Linked DNA regions of Mus musculus: region 1 is linked to region 2. The links are chromatin contacts, called in public ChIA-PET maps. All regions are on one chromosome and are shown on one strand. The core of a region is the stretch at or near the end of the contact, and the rest is flanking DNA. Distances in the headings are between cores, read along the strand shown.

Region 1 (6,368 bases), core at 3,838-6,337, 290 kb after region 2:
GGAACTCACTTTAGTCGAAAAGGTATCTCTCTTAGAAAGGAGATTATAAGGATACATCCTGATTAATAAAAGCACAGTGATTAGCTTTGGATGTGGTAAGCTATTTCATTTTTTTATACTTTCAAATACTTATGTGGTAAACATGCATGCATTAGTTTTTATCAGAAAAACCTAGACCTACAATTATTGGGTAATAAATAATAGTGAGCTCTTGCTAAGTGCCAGGCAACACAATTCTTTGTATGAGTTTGTTTTTGAGATTGTACAGTGTAGTCCAGGCTAGCCTTGAACTTCATTGTTTGCCCACCACGATCTCTTCCATCATTTTAACCATCATGCTTAGTCTGTAACTCTTTATTTTTAAACAGCACACCAATGATACATTTTACCTTTGTGCAAACACACAGTCAACAATACATTTTGTATATATTGACATGTGTATGTATACATACATATATACTATATACAATACATGGCATATGTGTGTACATGAGCCTGGGACATTGACCTCAGTTGACAGTACTCAAAGATCAGGTAGACATCGCTTTTCTTTAGAAAGGCAAAGACTTGCTGCAAAATTGGAGCTGATCATGGTCACACAACACCTTTAATTCCAGCACTGGGAGGCAGAGGCATATCTCTGTTGAGTTCAAGGCCAAGGTTTACATAGTCTAGGACAGCCAGGGTTATATAGAGAGACAGACCTTGTTTCAAAACAAAACATAGAAGAGCAACAATAAAAGTTGCTAGAAAGCTGGGACGCATATGCTTCATTCTGAATTCCTGACCCCATCCATCATCCATTGTCCAGGTCTTTGAAGTCAGGAAGTCACAGGGAAGGCTGTGTGCTGGTTAGTTTTTGTCAACCTTAGAAACTAGAATCACTTTGGAAGAGGGAGTCTCAGTTGAAGAATTGCCTCAGTTAGATTGGCCTGTGGGCGTGTCGTGAGGCATTTTCATATGTGTGGTAGTTTGAGAAGGTATGGCTCCTGTAGACTCGTGTGTGAATTGCTTGGCCCATGAAGAACAGCACTATCAGGAGGTGTGGCCTTGTTGGAGAAAGTTTGTTATTGTGGGGGTGGGCTTTGAAATCATACATGCTCATTCCATTGTGACATACAGTCTCCCTCTGCATTCCCTGCTCCCTTTGGATCAAGATGTAAAACTCTCTACTCCTTCTCCAGCACTGGATGCTGTGATGTTCCCACCATGATGATGATGGACTCTGAGACTGCCCCAGTTAAATGTTGTTCTTTGTGAGTGTTACCTTAGGGGCTGGAGAGAGGGCTCAGCGGTTAAGAGCACTGACTGCTCTTCCAGAGGGCCTGAGTTCAATTTCCAGCATATAGTTGCTGGATACATACAGATGCTCACAACCATCTGTAATGGGATCCGATGCCCTCTTTTTTTTTTTTTTTTTTTTTTGAGACAGGGTTTCTCTGTATAGCCCTGGCTGTCCTGGAACTCACTTTGTAGACCAGGCTGGCCTCTGCTTCCCAAGTGCTGTGATTAAAGGCATGCGCCACCACTGCCCGGCTCAAAATGTGTAGCCCAGGCTGGCCTTGAACTCGTGATCCTCCTGTCTCTGCCTCCTTCAGCAAATCCTACTGGTGTGCGCCACCACAAACGGCCCGATGCCCTCTTCTGGTGTCTGAAGACAGCTACAGTGTACTCCCATACATAAAATAAATAAATGTTTAAAAAAAAAAAGTTGCCTTGGACATGGTGTCTCTTCACTTCCATAAAACCCAAACTAAGACAGTACATAAAGGCAAAATGCTTGTACACATAAAATAATCTAAAAAATGTTTACAGTACTTATTTCATTTCTGTTTTTTTGTGAGTTGTGCCATGTGTGTGGCTGCCTGTGGGCCAGAAGAGCTCCCCTGGAGCTGGAGATGCAGGCAGGTATAAGCATACTCGATATCGGTGTCAGGAACCACTCTCTGGTCAGGGAGAGGGAGTGTTCCTACAGAGACCATCTGTGCAACCTCAGGCCTTCCTTTTAGTATCACATTGGGGTTAGAATTGTGAGCTGGGGGAATACTACACTGAGGATCTGTTAACACTCTACCGTGAGGAAGTGGAGGCAGAGAAGTCAAAGCACTGTTCAGACTCACTTGAACTCAAGAGCTCTCTTACAGCTTTATCTTTCCCTGGTATTAGTTGTCGGTTGGGCCTGAGGATATGTGCTATTCTCTTCTAGTTTCTTTGCCTTATTCTTGTATTCACCCATTCTTACCATTTTATGCCTTGTATAATTAGTGGTTTTTTTCTGTTGTTTACCATAATGTTTTAGTTTTTAATTGCTGTGACAAATCACCATGACTAAGGCAACTTATAAAGGAAAGCATTTAATTTGGGGCTCGCAGTTTTTTTTTTTTTTTTTTTTTTTTTTAAAGATTTATTTATTTATTATATGTAAGTACACTGTAGCTGTCTTCAGACACTCCAGAAGAGGGCGTCAGATCTTGTTACAGATGGTTGTGAGCCACCATGTGGTTGCTGGGATTTGAACTCCTGACCTTCGGAAGAGCAGTCGGGTGCTCTTACCCACTGAGCCATCTCACCAGCCCGGGCTCGCAGTTTTAAAGGGTTCAAGTTCATGACCATCACGGCAGGGAACATGGTAGCAGATAGGCATGGAACTGGAGCAGTAGCTGAGAGTTTACATCTTGACCCATATCACATGCACCAGGCAATGAGAGAGACACTGGGAATGTCATCAGCTTTTGAATCCTTAAAGCCAGCCTCCACCCACTCCTCCAAAAATCCACATCTAATGAATCTTCCCAAATAGTTCCACTAACCAGGGACCCCATAAATGAGTGTATGAGGTCCATTCTCATATAAACACCACACACAGGAAGTTTGAAGTATTTGTGTTCCTTAACTGACTTTATTTTTAATTTTATTCTGTCATATTTAATGCTTCGTAACTTATGTTTTTGTTTAGGGTTCTATCCATAACAGACTAAAATGGGAGATAGCGTTAGTATTATCCTCGGCAATGATTTGGAGGCTGTGTAGTTTTTACTTTCCTGAAACATAACAGAAACAATTTTTTTTTTTTTTATGTGTTATGTGTGACCATTTCAAATTGTTTTGAGGGCTGGAGAGATGGCTCAGCAGTTAGGACTGCTCTTTCAGAGGTCTTGAGTTCAATTCCCAGCAACCACATGGTGGCTCACAACCATCTGTAAAGGGATCTGATGCCCTCTCTTCTGGTGTGTCTGAAGACAGCTAAAGTTTACTCATATAAATTAGATAAATAATTCTTTTTTAAAAATTGTTTTGAGTTAGAGTATGTTGACTTATGCCTATAGTTCAAGGCCAGCCTGGGCCTCATCATGAGTTTCAAGCCAGCTTAGAACAAAGTGAGACTTGGTCTCAGGAAACTTTCTGCATTTTGAAACCTCACATTTATAATTTGTACCTGTATCTTTTTTTTTTTTTTTTTTTTTTTTTGATTCATAAGTACGTTGTGGCTGTCTTCAGACACACCAGAAGAGGGCGTCAGATCTCATTACAGGTGGTTGTGAGCCACCATGTGGTTGCTGGGATTTGAACTCAGGACCTCCGGGAGAAGAGTCAGTGCTCTTAACCACTGAGCCATCTCTCCAGCCCTGTACTTGTGTAATTGTGACCAAGTAAGTACGTGACAGAAACAACTTGAGGGTTGGTCATGGCTCCCTGGTGTACCTGACTGCTTGGCTCCATTCTGCCTGGGGCAGAGTGTCATAGTGGCTAGAGCATGTGAAGGAGGCTGCCCCTTCATCAGGCAGGGAGAAGCCACTTCAAAGACACTGCCCCAGTGACCTAGTTCCTCCATAATACAACCTCCTAAGGTTTTACCAGATTACAGAGTTACCCCACCAGCAGGGGACTGAGGGGGTGATGGGTGAGAGGGAGCACTGACACGTTGCGGATTCAAACCATAATATAAGCAGACTGTGAAGAGCCTTTTCCCAGAAACTGTTTGAGATGAGTTTGCCAACATGCTGTATTGTCTCTGGATGGTCTGACACTTGATGTGTAGATCAGGCTAGCTAGACATCCACCCACCTCTGCCTTCTGATGCTGAGGTTAAAAGTGTGCACCAGCACTGCCCAACAGCTTTATTATTCTTGAACTTGTGCTTTTTAAAGATTTTGTGTTTATTCTAACTGGATAGTATGACAGACTAACATCATGAGAATGCATTATTGTTTGGGCTGAGAAGGAATTTGCTTTATCAGTGTGTGCTTTCAAATTTGAGAGAGTTTTCCCTGGAGCAGATGGTGGTGAGTCGGAAGGTTTAGTTTAGGGTATGTGCATCTCAGCCAGTGAGGTTTTCACCATCCTGATGGTTACCGGCTTGTCTTAGGTAATCTCTTGAGCTTGCTTTTGGCTGAAGGGCTTCTTTCTGGCTCTTACTTTCTCTTGTGTATATAAATACCCATCACTATCTGCGTTTTCCTGGGCATGCTTCCTAAGTATATTATCTGCTTTTCATCATCGAATCCATTTTTAGTAAGTCATGCATAACTCTAGTTTTCTCAATGTAACGTAACTCTTGCTTTTCCTGTAGCATTTCGTGTGTGTCCACGTGTACATGGACTTCTGTAGATGCCAGATTTTCGTATTGGGTATCTTCCTGAATCGCTTTCTACCTTTTTTGGGGCGAGGGGCCAATGTCTCTAACTGACCTGGAGCTAGCAAATTGAATTAGCTAGAAACCACAGAGATCCCCCTGCCTCCTCCTCCCCAGTGCTAGAATTAAGAGTGCAGCACTTTGCTTGGCTTTTCTTGTGAGTACTGGGATACCAAACCTAGTTTCTTACGCATCAATAGCAAGCACTTTACTGAGTCATCGCCACAACCTGTGTAGCTTTTCTCCCTATAATATTTCTTTTGATTATTGGAACTTTATATCATGAACACTGAGCACACTCACTTCTGAGTCCTCCCAGCTTCACTCTCACCCTTGAGACCTCCCCAAACAGAAAGAAGAAAAAAGAAAAAAAGCTCAATCTGTGTTGCCCTTGTACTCTCTCACTGGAGTGTTGGTGTGGGTTTGCCTACTTTATTGTGTTCTTATCTCTACCACCCTTCCTGCCGTTACTCCACCCTAACCCGTTCTAACACCCCCAACACTAGGTAGGTTAGAAAGGGAAAGGGAAGTGGGGGGCATAGACTTCTATAGGCTACTTCCTGTTGATTAGGGTTGTTGGGGCAAGTCCAGTCTGCTGTCAGAATATCCAGCAGTCCAGCAAACTAGCAATAACAAATACAACAGCAGGAGGAACCAGCAGCAGTTGAGGGTTGTGTGTGTGTGTGTGTGTGTGTGTGTGTGTGTGTGGAACACCAGCAAGGGGAGCAACAGTTGCAACAGGCCCTCTCAGGGTTCTCAAATCTGCCAAGTCATGAAACTATCTGCAGCTGGCAAAAATCACAACACTCAAGAGCACAAGACAATCATAGATAATGGCTGTGGACTGTCCTTGGAATTTCCAACCCAAATAAGCCCGTATAAAAAATACTCAATCCAGTTAGTATATATGTCTAGATTGGGCAGATCTAACACATACTAACTTAGTCCCCAGCTATAAGACCCTTTGCTATTTGTGGTTTCTCCTGGCCACTTGGTTCTGCTCCCTCATGACTTCCTCCTCCTCCTCCTCCTCCTCTTCCCCCTCCTCCTCCTTTTTTCTGCCCTCTTCTCCATTCTCATTCTCCTTTCTCTCCCTGCCCTCCTCTCAAAGACATCCTGTCCCACCTATCCCTTCCACTGCCCAGTCATAGGCTCTGGGCAATTAAAATGGGGAGAGGGTTCATATGTGATCACCTGAGTACATGATCAACTGCTCATGGGGCAGCACTCTTGAGAAAGCAGAATTAACATCAGAATACATACACACATACACACACACACACACACACACACTCATACTCTCCCACCTGTCAACCACCACTTCTTTTGTGTTTTTTTTTTATATAGACTTGAAGTTCTTCTAGTAAAAATAAAAGAAACTACTCTCTTTGTTTTCAGATCTCTTTTTATGTATTAATTTTAAGGTAACAAATGCAAAAAATAATGAATATCATTATGGGTTTTTTTGTTTGTTTGGTTTGGTTTGGTTTGGTTTGGTTTGGTTTGGTTTTCCCAGACAGGGTTTCTCTGTGTAGCCCTGGCTGTCCTGGAACTCACTCTGTAGACCAGGCTGGCCTCAAACTCAGAAATCCACCTGCCTCTGCCTCCCAAGTGCTGGGATTAAAGGCTCGCACCACCATGCCCGGCATGGCATTTTTTTATGTGTGTATCTTTATATTTTTTTCTAACATATTCTCTCCTGCTACCTATTCACAAAAGGAGAGAGGGTTATGCA
Region 2 (6,457 bases), core at 3,157-5,656:
CTGTGTTCTCCTGTATTTCTTTTTTTTTTTTTTTAAATTATACTAAGTATTTGCTTAACTTTTGAAGTTTTTTTTTTTTTAAGATTTATTTATTATATGTAAGTACACTGTAGCTGTCCTCAGATACTCCAGAAGAGGGCATCAGATTTCGTTACGGATGGTTGTGAGGACCATGTGGTTGCTGGGATTTGAACTCGGGACCCTCGGAAGAACAGGCGGCACTCTTAACCACTGAGCCATCTCGCCAGCCCCCTAGGTGTTTTGTTTTGAGAGAAGATTTTATGTATCCCCAGGCACACACACGTGTGTGTGTGTATTTATTTATTTTTTTTTTTTTTTTTTTATTTTTTGGTTTTTTTCGTGACAGGGTTTCTCTGTGTAGCCCTGGCTGTCCTGGAACTCACTATGTAGACCAGGCTGGCCTCGAACTCAGAAATCTGCCTGTCTCTGCCTCCCGAGTGCTGGGATTAAAGGCGTGCGCCACCACGCCAGGCGTCTGTATTTCTTTAAGGGAGTTATTTACGTCCTTCTTAAGTCCTCTAGCACCATCATGAGAAGTGATTTTAGATTCGAATCTTGCTTTTCTGGTGTGATGGTGTAACCAGGACTTGCTGTGGTGGGAGTACTGGGTTCTGATGATACCAAGTTACCTTGGTTTCTGTTGCTTATGTTCTTATGCTTGCCTCCCACCATCTGATTATCTCTAGTGCAACCTGCCCTCGATATATCTGACTGGAGCCTGTCCTTCCTGTGATCCTGGTTGTGTCAGAACTTCTCAGAGTTCAGCTGTCTCTGTGATCCTCTGATTCTGGGATCCTGTAATCCTGAGGTCCTGGGTGTGTCCAAGCTCCTGGGAGTCAAGCTGCCTCTGGGACCCTGAGATCCTGGTGTGACCAAGCTCCTGGGATCCTGTGGACCTGGACATATTAGAGAGCCTGGGAGTGGAGCTTTTTCTGAGTGTTGTAGGACTGGCTGTAGAGTTTGTGCCCAAGGTCTGCTCAGGGCACCTCTGATCCTGTGATCCTGAGTGGATCTTCCTCTGGGTGTTGTGGGACTGATTGGGGAGTTCTCACTCAAGGTCTGCTCAGGGCACCGGCCCAAAGTGGAAGCTATACTTAATGTTCTTTTTTTTTTTTTTAAAGATTTATTCATTTATTTTATGTATAGCAATGAGTACACTATAGCTGTACAGATGGTTGTGAGTCTTCATGTGGTTGTTGGGAATTGTATTTAGGACCTCTGCTTGCTCTGGTCAACCCCGCTCATTCAGTCCCTGCTCTCTCTGACCCAAAGATTTATTTATTATTATAAATAAATACACTGTAGTTGTCTTCAGATGCAGCAAAAGAGGGCATCAGATCTCATTACAGGTGGTAGTGAGCCATCATGTGTTTGCTGGGATTTGAACTCAGGACCTTCTGAAGAGCAGTTAGTGTTCTTATCCGCTGAGCCATCTCTACAGCCCCCATACTTAATATTCTTAACATTCTAAAACATTGTGTGACCTTCAGTAAAGGATTGATCCACATGCTCAGTTGAAACAACGGATGTAGTGACTTAACAGACAGTGCTCTCCTAAGACCAAATCCTTACCGCCATGACCCCTTACTTGATGCTTTGTACACGGCTCTGTCCAGTCCGTAGGTGCTAATGTCTCAGTTTGTGTTCACGCAGCTCTGCGATATCAGTGGGCGCTATCTATCAAGGAAGACGCTAAGACTTAGTTTCAGTAACAAGGAGGCTGTCTTGAACCGCAAGCCTAGGAGGCTTCATCACAACGCACTGAGCTCTACACCGCGGCGGCACCGTGCTGTAGAGGCTCCCTGTGCATTTGGAGACCTTTAGAGACAGTTAAGGAGGCTGCCGTTTATGGGTAAAAACAATGATGGCAGGCGTCTACCTAACTTCCAGGATGTATTTGTGTGTGTTACAAAGAAGCATTTGGTAAATATGGAACATACATATTTTTTCCGGCAGCTGTAGAAAGAGATTATTTACTTACTTGTGGTACTGGGGATTAAACCAATGAGTGTGTGCTGCTTAGTTTTTGTCATACTTGACACAAACTATAAAGTCATTTGGGAACAGGGAACTGTAATGAGAAAATAATGCCGCCATAATAGAATTTGCCTGTAGGCAAGTCTGTGGGGAATTTTCTTGATTACTGACTGATGTAAGAGTCTCCAGACAAATGGATAGTACACTTCTGAGCAGGCGGTCCTCAGCCGTGTGCAAAGCAAACTGAGCAAAGGATGGGGGCAAGCCAGCACGGAGCGTTCACTCCTCCATGGTCTGTCTCCACTTCAGTTCCTGCCCTGAACGGGGATGTAGGAGGATATACTAGATAAAAAAACAAACTACAGTAATGCATCTGCCAGGCACATTCTCTACCATTAAGCTATGTAACCTGCTTCCCAAAAGAATCTTTCTAGTATGGCTTATGTACTTCACTAGGTAGCTCTTACACTTGGTCACCTTGGCCTGAGTTTGCTGTGTTGAAACGCACAGGATACCTTAAGGTCTGGGCTTTCAGACAAATCTTAGGAATATTATCCAAAAAAATCTTATTCATTATACTACTTTACCAACTTTAGTGTAATGTGAATTATTAAATATAAAGTTAGAGAAATTTTTCTTTAGAAAAGTAAATTTATAATTATGCTGAGAAGTTTTTTTACTTTTTGTTTTGTTTCTGCTTTTAAGTTAAATGATCTCTGTGGGGGCAGGTAGGAAAAAAAATGCCAAAAGATAAATCTGTTTTTCATGTATATCTTTTCACACTTTGGACAGATAGATCTTTATATTATTGTCTATAAAGTAGTACCTTTCATTTGTCGTTAAGGAAATAAATTTAAGCTGGTGGTATTATCACACAACATTAATCCCAGTGCTCAGAAGGCAGAGGCAGGCAGATCTGAGTTCTAGGCTAGCCTGGTCTACAGAGAGAGTCCCAGGACAGCCAGTACTACACAGAGAAACTCTGTCTCAAAAAAAGGAAGAAAAGAAAAAAGGTTTATTAGACATAGTGCAGGGACAGCTGTCTAATAGGGAACTGAGTACTGCCCACCTGAACTCCCCTGTATCAGTATAGAAAGTGGCAAGCCTTGAAAGCTGCCTTGCCTTCACATGCAGGTCTGTTATGTTTAACAAGTGAACAGAAAGGTCCCGACTGTTTTACAGAGGTTAAGTGATAGTGTCCAGTTGTCCTTTTATGTTCTGTTACACTGTGACATGACTTTATAACTCATAAAAATTATGTTCATGAACCAAAGTAATATGGAGTATCAAAGTCACTATCAGAAGATAGTTATACAGAAGATGTTAGCTGGACATGCCTGTAACCTTAGCACTTGAGAGATGGAAACAGGAGGATCAAAAATTCGAGGCCAATTTGGACAGAATAAAACCCTGTTTTAAAAAAACAACTACCACAAAAAAAAAAAAAAAAAACACCATTTATTTTAAATTTACAATTTAAAGTTGCTTTTCTACCTAGGAAGATTTTATTAGGTAAAATACTGATGCACTAATTTTTTTAATTTGATTTGCTATTTTTTTAGATTTCTAATTAAGCTCAACTTTAAAAGTATGTTTAAAAAGAAACAATAAGTAAAGGTATAAAACTCCTGAAAGTGTACCTCTGGGGCTGGGAGACCGCTCAATTGAAAGCTTAAGGACTTGAGTTTAGATCCCCAGCACCCACCTAAAAGCCTGGGCATGGCGATTCACATCTGTAATCCTTGCACTGGGGAGGCAGAGACGGGCAGATTCCTAGAACTTACTGGCCAGCCAGTCTAGCCAACTCTGAGCTCCAGGTGCAATGCAAGACAGTGCTGGAAAATAAAGTGGGGAGTGATTGAGGAACACACACACACACTGCGGATCACAGAGACAATGGCAGCTATAAAAGAAAGAATAAGTTAGACTTCATCAAACCTGGGAGAAGCTATCCATCAGAAGAAAATGTTAGCAGCCATGGCCTGGGAAACTATTTGTAAAGCAACCTGCATCCAGATGTACAACTAATACCTGCAACTTAGTAATAAAAAAACCCAATGAGAAATGAGCTTGAAAGGACTCTTCAGAAAGAGATTTATATGGTCAGTACATACACAACAAAGTACTCAATATTGTTATTGATCACAGGAATGCAAATTAAGACTAGATATCCATACAGAGCCACAGTTGAAGAAAAGTGACATAGCAAAAGTGAGGCTGTAGAGCAGCCAGGGTGCTCAGGCACTGTTTACAGAAGTGCAGGAGCAGAGCTTTCAGACAAACAGTAACCTCTACCAGGTGGAGTGGGTAGTTCTGTGAGTTTGGGGAACTAGCTACTCATTAGCCACTGGCACAGCCAGCATGCACGACAATTCCATTTCCCCGCACTCCCTGCCCCCAGCTAAGCCAGTTCTCTTTTCTACCACAAGACCCAGCAGACAGCTGACTGCTTCTGACAGTCGGTTTGGCCTGTCTCAGGGTCTTCCATGAGTCAGGATGTGGCATCTTGCACTGCTGATGCTTAGTAAAAGATCTGAGATTCTTTGATGGTTATATGTTCCTTAGTAACTGTTACTCAAGTTTCCGTACCCATTTAAGACCTAAACACCTCAGAGCAGTCGTTTACCCTAACAACAATAACAAGGTGACCAGAATTAACTACATAGAAGTGTATGAGAACAGTTCTGGCAAATAGAAATGTCTTCTGTTGTGATAGAATTACAAAGATACAGTATTTTGTTAAGATTATACTCCTAATATTTAAATATATGTAAATTTTATTTGGAAGAATATTATTAAAGATAAAAACAAGCCAGGTGTGTTGGCACACAAATTTAATCCAGTACTCAGGGGCAGCAGCACATGGATCTTTGTGAGTTCTGGCTCATCTTTGTCTACATTATGAGTTCCAGGACATCCAAGGTGAGATAGTGAACCCTATCTCAAAACAGCACAAAATTTAAAGAGTAGCTAGCACCAGTGCTGTCCATTGGCAGAGAAAGAACACTGCCAAACTTACCCGGGGAAGTCAGGATTTCACTACTGCCAAAGCCAGATAAGGATGATGTTTGTGTGAGGACCGACCTGCATTTGCATGTGTGTGAAAGCTAGCATCATTGTGTGTGAAAGAGGATCATGAGAGTGGAGGAAGAGATCTTAAGGAAATGGAAAGAGAGGGCAGTGGAAGACCTGTGCTGAAAAGCAGAAAGGGAGAAAGAAAACAGCTAGAAGGGAGGGAGGGAGGGAGATGAACCCATGGCGACAAAGTGTGCTGGCACCAAGTATGAGAGGCTGTTAGGAGAAATCCACTGCTTGGTAAGATGGCATTAAAACTGAGTGCAGTGAAAACAAAGTTGAGCAGTGGTACTTTTCAAACTGGATACTGAGTTTGGGGCCTCGTACTATTCTGTTTACTTTGTTCCTATTTGGGATTTTCTTCTTTAAAAGTTCAGAGAATGCTCACTTAGCTCAAATATTTATGTGGCCAAGTGTCATGAGCGTGTTGGTTAATAAAATTATAACTGGTTAATTTCAAATGCTACTTTGAAAAATATAAAACCTCATAGTAACATGTAACACTTATTTTGGACAGCCATGAAGAACTGTACTCAGGCCGTCCTTACGGAGCCCTGGATTCAGGCTTCAATAGTGTGGATAGTGGTGATAAGAGATGGTCAGGGAATGAGGTAAGTGTTCTGTTCATGTGTTAAAAATCCTGATTTTGAAAAATAAATTAAATTAAGGGGAATATCTAAATTGGAATTCAATTTATTAGGTAAAATAGAGAAATGTCAAAGAGCAAAAACCCTACATAGTCCTACCACCTGGGAATTCTACACTGTTTCTTTTAAAAGCACCTTTTGCCATGTATCCTCTTTCAGATTTGTTACCCAGTCTTATGCACAGATATTCTGGAAAGCTGAGTAGGAAGTGAGGTGGTTAAAGCTGAAGCCTAGTGGCTGTGGTAACACATTTCTATAACCCTAGCTAGCTCTCAGGAGGCTGAGGCAGGAGGACCATGGTTTGAAGATAGCCTGGCCTATGCAGTAAGTTCCAGAACAGCTTGCACTGCATAGCAACTGTCTCAACCCCATGAGAAGCCCTGACATCCATGTGAGGGCCAGGGTGGTCTGCGGCGGAGATGGTGATAGAATGGGTGTGCTGGAGGCTGGGAAAGTGCGCAGGACTGGACACTGATGGGTGAGGAAGGGGAACCTGAGCTTTAAGTGACAGCTCAAAAGTGGAGTCCTCTCCAGCAGGCACTGGCTGGAGCCCCACAGAAGGTGGCACAGCTCAGTGAGTTCATTCACATGCCACAAATTGCATGGGTTCTTGTTTTGATTAATTAATTCTATTAGAGTTTCCAATGAAATCCATTGCTTTGTAAAATTACTAGGATATATTTTAACTACCAATTAAAGGACTACACGTTTGCTAGAGGTGCTGATAACAGCCATTT

What was found. ChIA-PET counts read pairs in DNA pulled down with a chosen protein or histone mark.
Region 1: an RNA polymerase II ChIA-PET map of memory CD8 T cells shows a contact between it and region 2, with 11 read pairs. The contact joins two enhancer-like sites. A contact is called at or near these places in 1 of 115 datasets of contacts at active chromatin or transcription factors (memory CD8 T cells) and 1 of 9 other capture datasets (adipose tissue).

The regions. Positions count from the first base shown.
Region 1 is chr16:33,256,599-33,262,966 of GRCm38.p6, forward strand. All of the region lies in intron 1 of Snx4 (sorting nexin 4), which reads left to right. Among named protein-coding and RNA genes, the nearest start is that of Snx4, 8.3 kb to the left of the region's middle. Within about 2 kb of position 5,088, at least 79 of the 459 cell types and tissues checked have an H3K27ac peak or open chromatin away from gene starts, as enhancers often do. A contact at or near this core is called in memory CD8 T cells, where this site is marked.
Region 2 is chr16:32,968,290-32,974,746 of GRCm38.p6, forward strand. It overlaps Lrch3 (leucine-rich repeats and calponin homology (CH) domain containing 3), which reads left to right. Exons shown (of 21, transcript NM_001081255.1): 7 at 5,591-5,684. Among named protein-coding and RNA genes, the nearest start is that of Lrch3, 57 kb to the left of the region's middle. Within about 2 kb of position 4,407, at least 44 of the 459 cell types and tissues checked have an H3K27ac peak or open chromatin away from gene starts, as enhancers often do. A contact at or near this core is called in memory CD8 T cells, where this site is marked.